Linked DNA regions of Gossypium hirsutum: regions 1 and 2 are each linked to region 3. Evidence: chromatin contacts called from public Hi-C data. All regions are on one chromosome and are shown on one strand. Each heading gives the region's core, a stretch centred on a gene start, on an enhancer-like site or on the middle of the called end of the contact. The rest is flanking DNA. Distances are from core to core; before and after follow the strand shown.

Evidence for each region. A called contact is a pair of places that touch in the nucleus more often than the background predicts.
Region 1: a contact with region 3 is called in a Hi-C map of leaf, with 3 times the contacts expected there. The contact joins the promoter of LOC121211341 here to the promoter of LOC107925663 in region 3. A contact is called at or near these places in 3 of 34 Hi-C or Micro-C datasets (leaf and petal).
Region 2: a Hi-C map of leaf shows a contact between it and region 3, with 2.2 times the contacts expected there. The contact joins the promoter of LOC107926505 here to the promoter of LOC107925663 in region 3. A contact is called at or near these places in 6 of 34 Hi-C or Micro-C datasets (hypocotyl, leaf and petal).

Annotation. Positions count from the first base shown.
Region 1 is chrA12:16,604,144-16,606,843 of Gossypium_hirsutum_v2.1, reverse strand. LOC121211341 (pentatricopeptide repeat-containing protein At5g66631) reads left to right here and starts at 1,411. Exons shown (of 3, transcript XM_041084055.1): 1 at 1,411-2,700. The coding sequence starts at 1,411.
Region 2 is chrA12:16,622,743-16,625,442 of Gossypium_hirsutum_v2.1, reverse strand. LOC107926505 (protein DA1-related 1) reads left to right here and starts at 1,269. Exons shown (of 13, transcript XM_041084056.1): 1 at 1,269-1,538; 2 at 1,673-1,705; 3 at 2,324-2,466; 4 at 2,676-2,700. The coding sequence starts at 2,365.
Region 3 is chrA12:17,330,941-17,333,640 of Gossypium_hirsutum_v2.1, reverse strand. LOC107925663 reads right to left here and starts at 1,430. Exons shown (of 12, transcript XM_016856376.2): 1 at 682-1,430; 2 at 512-596. The coding sequence starts at 594.

The sequences.
Region 1 (2,700 bases), core at 162-2,661, 730 kb after region 3:
TTTCTAATTGAATTGTAGGTGGTTCACAGACTTGAACGGGTCGGCGCTGCGAGAGCTCGGTCAAGCTTTTATTTTTCTTTTAAGTATTACTACTAGGAATTTTAGTATTTTATGATGTTATGGTATTTGTGAAGATTTTATGCTTAGTTAATTGTTGTGATGGATATTATGTGATGAATGACTTATTTTGACTGCGTTATAATTGTGGTATTTTTAGTATTGATGATGTAACTCTCCAAATTTGGTCTAGACGTCTAGGCCGGGTTTAGGGTGTTACATGTACTTTGGATCACATGCTAACTCCGGAGCGACAATAGGTTCACTAGTAGGTAAGAAATCATACCGATTATTTCACATGTTGATATGTTAGGAGTGAAATACCGACCAATTCTCATCTGACCGCCGCAAGTTGATAGGATGCAAATAATCAAGGTCTTGAGGAGCCACGTGAATCAACTGCCGGAATCCGAACTACCGCAATGCTTTATTGGTCTTGTGCATCTCGACGGTAGTGTACACTACCAATGGATAAAAAAACATTAGTTATATATATACTACTAAATACAAAATCCACTACGTTAATATTATATAGTTCGAATTTAAATAAATAGATACCTCATCTTCTGGTCGTTGGTCTAATAGAAGCCGTATATCTTGAAGCTTAGTAGGTAATCCTATGGACTTAGCCAACGGTTCCATCTATTTAAAAAACTTGTTAGCACAATAATTTTAATTTTAATTTTATTCAATTTTATTTTGGTAATATCTAATGAATTTTACATTGTTATGAGTGGGAATGTATACGGGTAGTTCACTCGAGGACACAAAAATGGAAATCAGTACCACGCTCATGATTGCAATAGTAAAATGTAACTACCAATTTTGATTTTTCGTGATTGTTTCACCCGACACATATCTCGGTACAATATCACAAACACGGCGGACCCCCAACTGAGTTCGTCCGCTCCTTTAAAATTAGTCATTGGGTGAAAAATGCGTCTAACTAGAAGCATTTTTTATAAACGCTTTCGGCTGGAAGCATTTTACTAGTAACATGGCAGAAAGCGATTTTAGCTGGAAACGTTTTTCTACATTTCACCTAAAAACACTTCCAACTAGAAGTGTCTAAAAATCGGCATATTTTGATAATTTTATAAAGTCTGTTATATATGTTGAATTGTTAATTTAATTTGGTTGTGATTTCAAATTTGGGTCAGAATTCCCAAGTTTCGACCTTTTAACCCTTATCACAAGCCATGGCAAATGGCAGATGCGACCTCAGAGTTAGACCCGTAATAATTCAAAGGGCGCGATCCAGCCGTTGAAGACATGATTTGTCAAAGATCTCGCATGCAGACCAACTGTTCGTGTTTTTGTCATCGCAAAAAACCATGACCCAAAGCTAGCTTGATGATTATTTCCCAGTCTTTCCATTTTGATAAAATTGCAATGATTTTTGAACGATTCTCGCCTTCTAAAAACCTGTTTAGCCTCCTAAACCAACAAGTTCGCTCCTTTGCACGCGACCCATTCCCCAACAAACTTACTCATTACCTTCACCGAGCCAAGCTCATTGACTCAATCCGACTCGCTCTCCGTTCCAACTCTCCTAACTCACTCAACCCTCTTCTCCAAACTCGACTCCTTGACTCCTTCGTTGTTGCTAACGCTTTTCGTTCTGCTCCTTCAGCGGACTCTGCCATTTCTTTCTTTGAAAACCTTAAGCAAGTTCCAAACTTTGCGCATTCACAGAATACTATTTTTGCTTTTGCTACTGTTCTTGCTAAGTTCAAGCGAAAGGTGGAACTCAAGGCCCTGATCGGTGACGCTAAAGATAGAAAATTTAACAATGTTAAAGCCAGTTTCATGAACCTTTTGTTTTGGTATTCTACTGCTGGGGACCTTCAAAAAGTTTTGGAAACATGGGAAGAGTATAGGAATGAGGAAAATCGCCTATCAACAGAGGCTCACAACATTGTCATGGGGCTTTATGCTAAAAAGGATATGAATTTTGAAGCCGTGGAAGCTTTTCGAGGTATGATTGATCAAGGAGTGATTCCAAATTCCAGGACTTACACGATTTTGATAGAGCATCTTGTAAGGTTAGGGAAGTTGGATGCCGCTATGGAAGTGTTCACTGTGTTGCCTTCAATGAGAATAAAGAGGACTTTGAAACAGTTTCTGATTTTGGTTGAAGGGTTTGTTGGTGGAGAACGGTTTGATGTGGTGAAAAGTTTGCTTAAAGAAATGAGGGAGGATGGGAAACTTCCTGGACGGGCAATGCGAATATATTTGGAACGAATGAAGGAGGCAGGGTTTGCTGGTGAGACGGATGAGTTTCTTGTAGAAATGTTGCCTGATGGAAGGATCAAGAGTGTAGGTTCTTGTGAGGATAGTAGTGACGAGGATGAGGATGAGGATGGTGACGATGATGTAAATGAGGGAGTTGATGTTCATACGGTCAAACTGAAACCATGGTTGGATCCAAAAGCTTTGGCAAATGCCTTAAAACAATGGAGTCCTGAAGTGGTAACTATATTAGAAGATGCTAAATTTGTGTGGACTAGTAGGTTGGTTTGCAAAGTTCTGAGGAATTTCACTTCACCTGAGACAGCTTGGAATTTCTTCTGTTGGGTAGCTTCTCAGCCAGGATTCAGTCATGACATTTACACAGTGCAAAGAATGATGACTCTACTGGCA
Region 2 (2,700 bases), core at 20-2,519, 710 kb after region 3:
TTTTTTTTAAATAAATTATTGATTAAGTATAATCTGAACAAGCACTTAGACTCATGAAATTTAGCTGTCTCTAGATTGAGGGCACATGCAAATGAAAGGTATGGTGTTGGATACAAGAAATAGAATAGTAAACAAAAAAAGCATGCACATGCTTATACACTCATTAGGAACCTTATATGTATATATTGCAGATGATTGATTATCATATAAAAAATGTTTCTATGGATAATGGATCTTTCAAATTTACTTTTTAAGCTTCCTTTAGAAAAGAAAAAAATGAAGGGTTATCTTTTCAAGCTATTTGGTATTGACATTAGGAGTAGTTTTTTAACTTGTTTCTTGAAAATTTTACTATTTTTGCTGGTTTGGGTTTATTTTTGAGGAGTTTTTTTTTAAAAAATGAATAAACTAATGAAACTTTAAGTGAGATAAAAAAAATTTTAAATAGTAAACTGAAAGAATAAAAATAATTCAAAAGGGCGACATTGGTTGGTTGTAGAATATTGGCCAAAAGTTCCATAGAGATTCTTGAACTAAGAGTTAGATTATATTTTGTCGTATCTATTTAAAAAGAGTAAATTTGTCATTTTTATTAAAAATTTTATCTATTTATATGGTTAAAAATTGGTATAAGAAAACCCGACAATGACATATGTCGTGTTATGTGTACCTTATATTGACATATAAAAAGTAATTTTTAATAATAAAAATAGATGATTCCTTTATAAATTAAATAGATAAAATTCTAATAGAAAAACTAGTTTGTTCTTTAATCTAATTTACAAATGTTAATTTAACTATTTTTTCTAGACAAAATATAATCTAACTTTTAATATAGAGAACTTCTTAATATGATATTAAATAATAATGCATAATGTACTCATATTTTGAATCAAATTAAACCAGCTTCAACAATTTATTAATGGGTTATTATTAAAAAAAAGGGTGAGCTTATTGTTTTGCCATTTAACATAATGTGATTCGTGGGGCAGTGACCTAAAAGGAGGGGTGCTAAAACTAGGGACACAAAATAAACCAGAGTAAGTACAGAGTAACTGCAAGTGCCCCCCACAAAACTCAACTGCAAAAGGAAGATCAAGAAATGAAATTCAAGTCCTACCTTCTTTTCTTTCCTCTCTCTCTCCCTCTCTCATTGTCATGTTTTTCAACAAGAAAAGCAAAAAAAGCTGAAGTGTTATTGACGTGTAGTGGAGTGTGGTGGAAAATGGGCAATAACATGAAGGACCCACTTGTTAATGTAACAATTCAACAAACCCATATGCCTTTTCTTCATTCCTTTAATCTGCTTTATAAAAAACCAATCTTTTTGGTGGTTGTTACGCTAAACATCATACACCCGGATGATCGCTATTTTCAATTTCCCAACCCTGCTTTCACTGTGATTTTGTTTTTGCTTAGGATTCAAGCTCTCTTTTTAATTCATACTCTCTACTTTTTTCTACTTTATCTTTCACTAGGAATTGGTTATTTAACACTTTCTTTCTTTTTTTTTTGTCTGTCACAAGAAGAAAAGAAAGGTCAGTTTTTTTCTATTTTCTTTCTAAGATGATGGCAATTAAGGGTCTAACTTGGAATATCCTTTTGTCTCCTATAATTCCATGACTATGCATTCATATCAATTTCGTGTTGTTCCTGATCTGGGATTCATCAGGTTCTGCTGTTTCTGCATATTCTTCACTCTTTGGTTAGTCTTTGTTTCTTTTTAACTTTTTTCTTTATTCACTTCGTCGCCTATTGTTTGATATCATTTTGATTTCCAGTATTTATATATAATTTGTTTTACTCATCAATATTGGTTCTTCTAGTTTTGAGTGCTTACATATTTATATGAATATGAGAGGAGATGAGATGAGATGAGGCAATTTAAGGCCACCGAAAGCAATAATTGTAGGAAAGTCTGGGAAATTGGATTCTGGTCCTTGGGGAAATTTATTTTATGGGATTGAATTTGGGAAATCCATATTGTACTTAAGAAAATTTCATTGCATTTGGTAACCCCTTTGAGTTTTATGATTTGGGTCAAAACTTGTACTGTCATTGACTAGTTTCTCTTTTATCTATTATTTATGTTAAAAATAGTTTTTGTATGATTGAAGTCAACAGCCTTGACAGTCGGTCAATTTAGATAATGCCTCCTAAAGTGGAAACTCCTTTATATATTTTACGAGAATCATATCTAACGCTATATAAACACTTATTGTTTTCTAATAATGGCTTTCCCCTATCTATAGTTATAGTTGCAATTCCATTTCGGGAGTCAAAATTGTTTTTGCTTTCCTAACTGGATGACTTGGTGTTGCAGGCAAAAGAACACTGCTTGGTTAGCAAAAAGCATTTCAAATAATGGGTTGGCTGACCAAGATTCTTAAAGGTTCAAGTAATAAAGGGCGATATCATGAGAGATATGGAGATGGTAGAACTTGGGATGAACCTCGCCGTTCAACAGTACTGCCCTGTTCTTTATAAGTATTCACTGGTTGCTTGTGTTCAGATATCATCAGTGTTTATAATATGATTTCATTGTTACACCTTTGTCTATGCATGTAATGTTATGATTCATAAACTTCAGTCTGCACAATCCTATTTCATTCATTCCTATGAGGTTTCTTCTAGTGTTAACTCTGTGAGTCTTTTTTCGGAAAACTACGATGCAGGAAGGCTCTGATGGTTTTGACAAAG
Region 3 (2,700 bases), core at 181-2,680:
ACTATTTTGCAAAACTCAAACCAAAATATTTAATTTTTTTTTCTCACATATTTCTACAAAGAAGGAGACCAAGGGTGTCTATTCATCATCCGCCCCGTATCAGTGATCCACTTAGCTACCATTTTCTGAAAACCATCTCAAAAACGGTTTTCATTTGCTTGCAAGTAACTCACCTCTGACTTATTAATTACAAGCGATACTTATAAAATAAAGAACAAACAAAAAATCTTTAGCAAAGAAAAGAAACATTTAATGACAGAAGCTAATTTTCAAACTCCATTTGGACCCCTGAATGCATTTAATGAACAACCAAAAGTAGGGGGTATGGACATAGAGCCAAATTAATAGCCAATTGTGCCTTTAAGGTTTTCTACTTCTGTAAATGCTTAAAGTTCCCAGTTTTTCTTTAAGCAAACCCCATTTCAGAACTCGTTCCTGTTAGACAAAAAGCTTAACATTTTACAAGAAAGGTGATCCCAAACAAACAAAAGTCTTTTTTTTGAAGGGTCACCTCTTGGAACGCTTATGCCTTGAAGATGTCACTTTCAACCCCAACATTTCACTTTCTCCACTGCCTTGAAGTTGAAACCCCATCACTGAGAAAAATAGCATCAGAGATAAATTGCGTTATATCTGAGCAGAAAAACCAAAAGACAGATGAAAATGTATCAAGGCTTTTACCAGTTAGGCTCTAAAAGAAAAAAACAAGGGGAACACCAGGGGGTTACTGAGGAAGATGAACCAGCAGAGTGCACTACACACAATTTGAGAGAAGAGAAAGAACAAATGGGGGTTCTTAGAGACCCTTGATTACACTCCAAAACTAAACTTGTCTTCTTGCATTTTCAAGTGTACTGGGACTTCAAGGAACTACCCACAATGCAGAAAGTGATCATTTTGCTGATAAAAAACACCAGTCTGAAAATTAGCAGAAGTCTGAAATATGCTTTTGCATAAAACCCACAAATACGGATAAGGAAAAATGAGACTTTGTTGGCTTTTGACCAGCGTTTCTTTCTCTTTTTTCTTAAGTTGCTCAATTTTCACTCACTCAAGAAACCAGTTAGCTTTTGTAAATTAAGGAGGCTCTCTTTCTTTCTTTTTCTTTACATTAAAAGATGTAAAACCAGCTCGTGGGCTTCAAGGGAAGAGGAAAGTTGGCATAGGTATACCCCCAACACAACACAACTCAAGCTTTGTTTTTTTGACATTATCCCCCCTTTAACGTCAATTGTCAAATGTCCAAAAGTAGTCACTGTTCTTCAATCAACCGACTACCAGAGATCTTAAAGTAGACAAATTGAAGAAAGATAAATAATACCTACAACTATTTAGAGCTTAGAGAAAAGAATATTTTAGCCCTCACAATCATATATTTATTGATACCTCCATTAGTCAATTTCTAATTTCTTTTTTCCCTTCCATTGTTGAAGAGCAAGTGGGAGTTGGTGACCATCCCTCCTTCCCTGTCTCATCCTGTACTAATTACTATGTATCACTTTGTGTGATTCTACAATCCATTCAGTTTCATGTATGTTAGACATAGGATTAGTATTAGAGACATGGGTAGCCATTAAATTTTCTTTTAATTACCAAAGTATTATTTAATTTCCATTGATTTCATTTAGTAATAAGCCAAAACTGGAGAGGTACAGAAATCTGGCCACCTGAAATTCTTGTCTTAGCTAACATGTACATCTTTTTTCTCCACCAATCTGAAAAGAACAAAAGAAGGTCCCCCTCCAACTTTACTGTAGCCATGAAGTTAGCTCAGCACTTAACTTGATCTTGGTGCATTCTATTCACCTACTTGTTTGACACAAATGTGAACACCACCCTATCACATGTGTACATACACATGACAAAAGTTTCTGTCTCATGATTGGCAACTGGACATTTAACAAAATCATCATTTACAGTATTAAAATGGTTGTTTAATATAGGTGAAATGATGGTTAGTTTGATTATTTGTTGAATTATTTCAACCCAAAGGCCATGAGTTCCCCTAATCTACAACCAAATCTGGTATCTGAGTTGGTTTTTCAACTAATCTTGTACAAACAATGCTGTAGCAAATAATTTGGGGTATCTGGCAAACCCCCCCCCCCAAATTTCATTAATATATTATCAAACAGGCAGTCCATATAATATCCAATAAATCGTTAACAGTCTCAGTTCTTCTGAAAAGCAAGTGCTTCCAAAAATAACGGATTATGAACACTAATCAAGGACTTCAATTATGTCCAAATGTAAGTTTCTAACACAGGCATAAAAAGTTTTAAAAAAAAAAGTAGCCTCTGAACCTCAAAAGGGATGAAAGGTAAAACATTGGATGCCTAAAGGAATATGAGGGTTTTGTGGGGTTTCTCTTTGTCTAAATCTTCTTTCTTTTAGGACAAAATAGGTTCCTAACCAGATACCCATATTGTCTTGCAGTATCAAAGAGACTAACATTTGTCATAGAATCCACATAATTAAAATAATCAATAAAATATATGTACATATGCACACACATATATGATTAAGGAGCTTTGACCTTCTATAATATCAATAGAAAAAAGTAAAAATAATAAAGTAAGGTTGTGCGTGTTGTAAGGTGGCCAGGTCTCTCTTTTTGTCGCCATACTCAACTACTGAGAAAAAAAGGTTTTTTTTTTTTTAATAATCACTGCAACAAGGAAGATAAATAAAGAGTTTGCT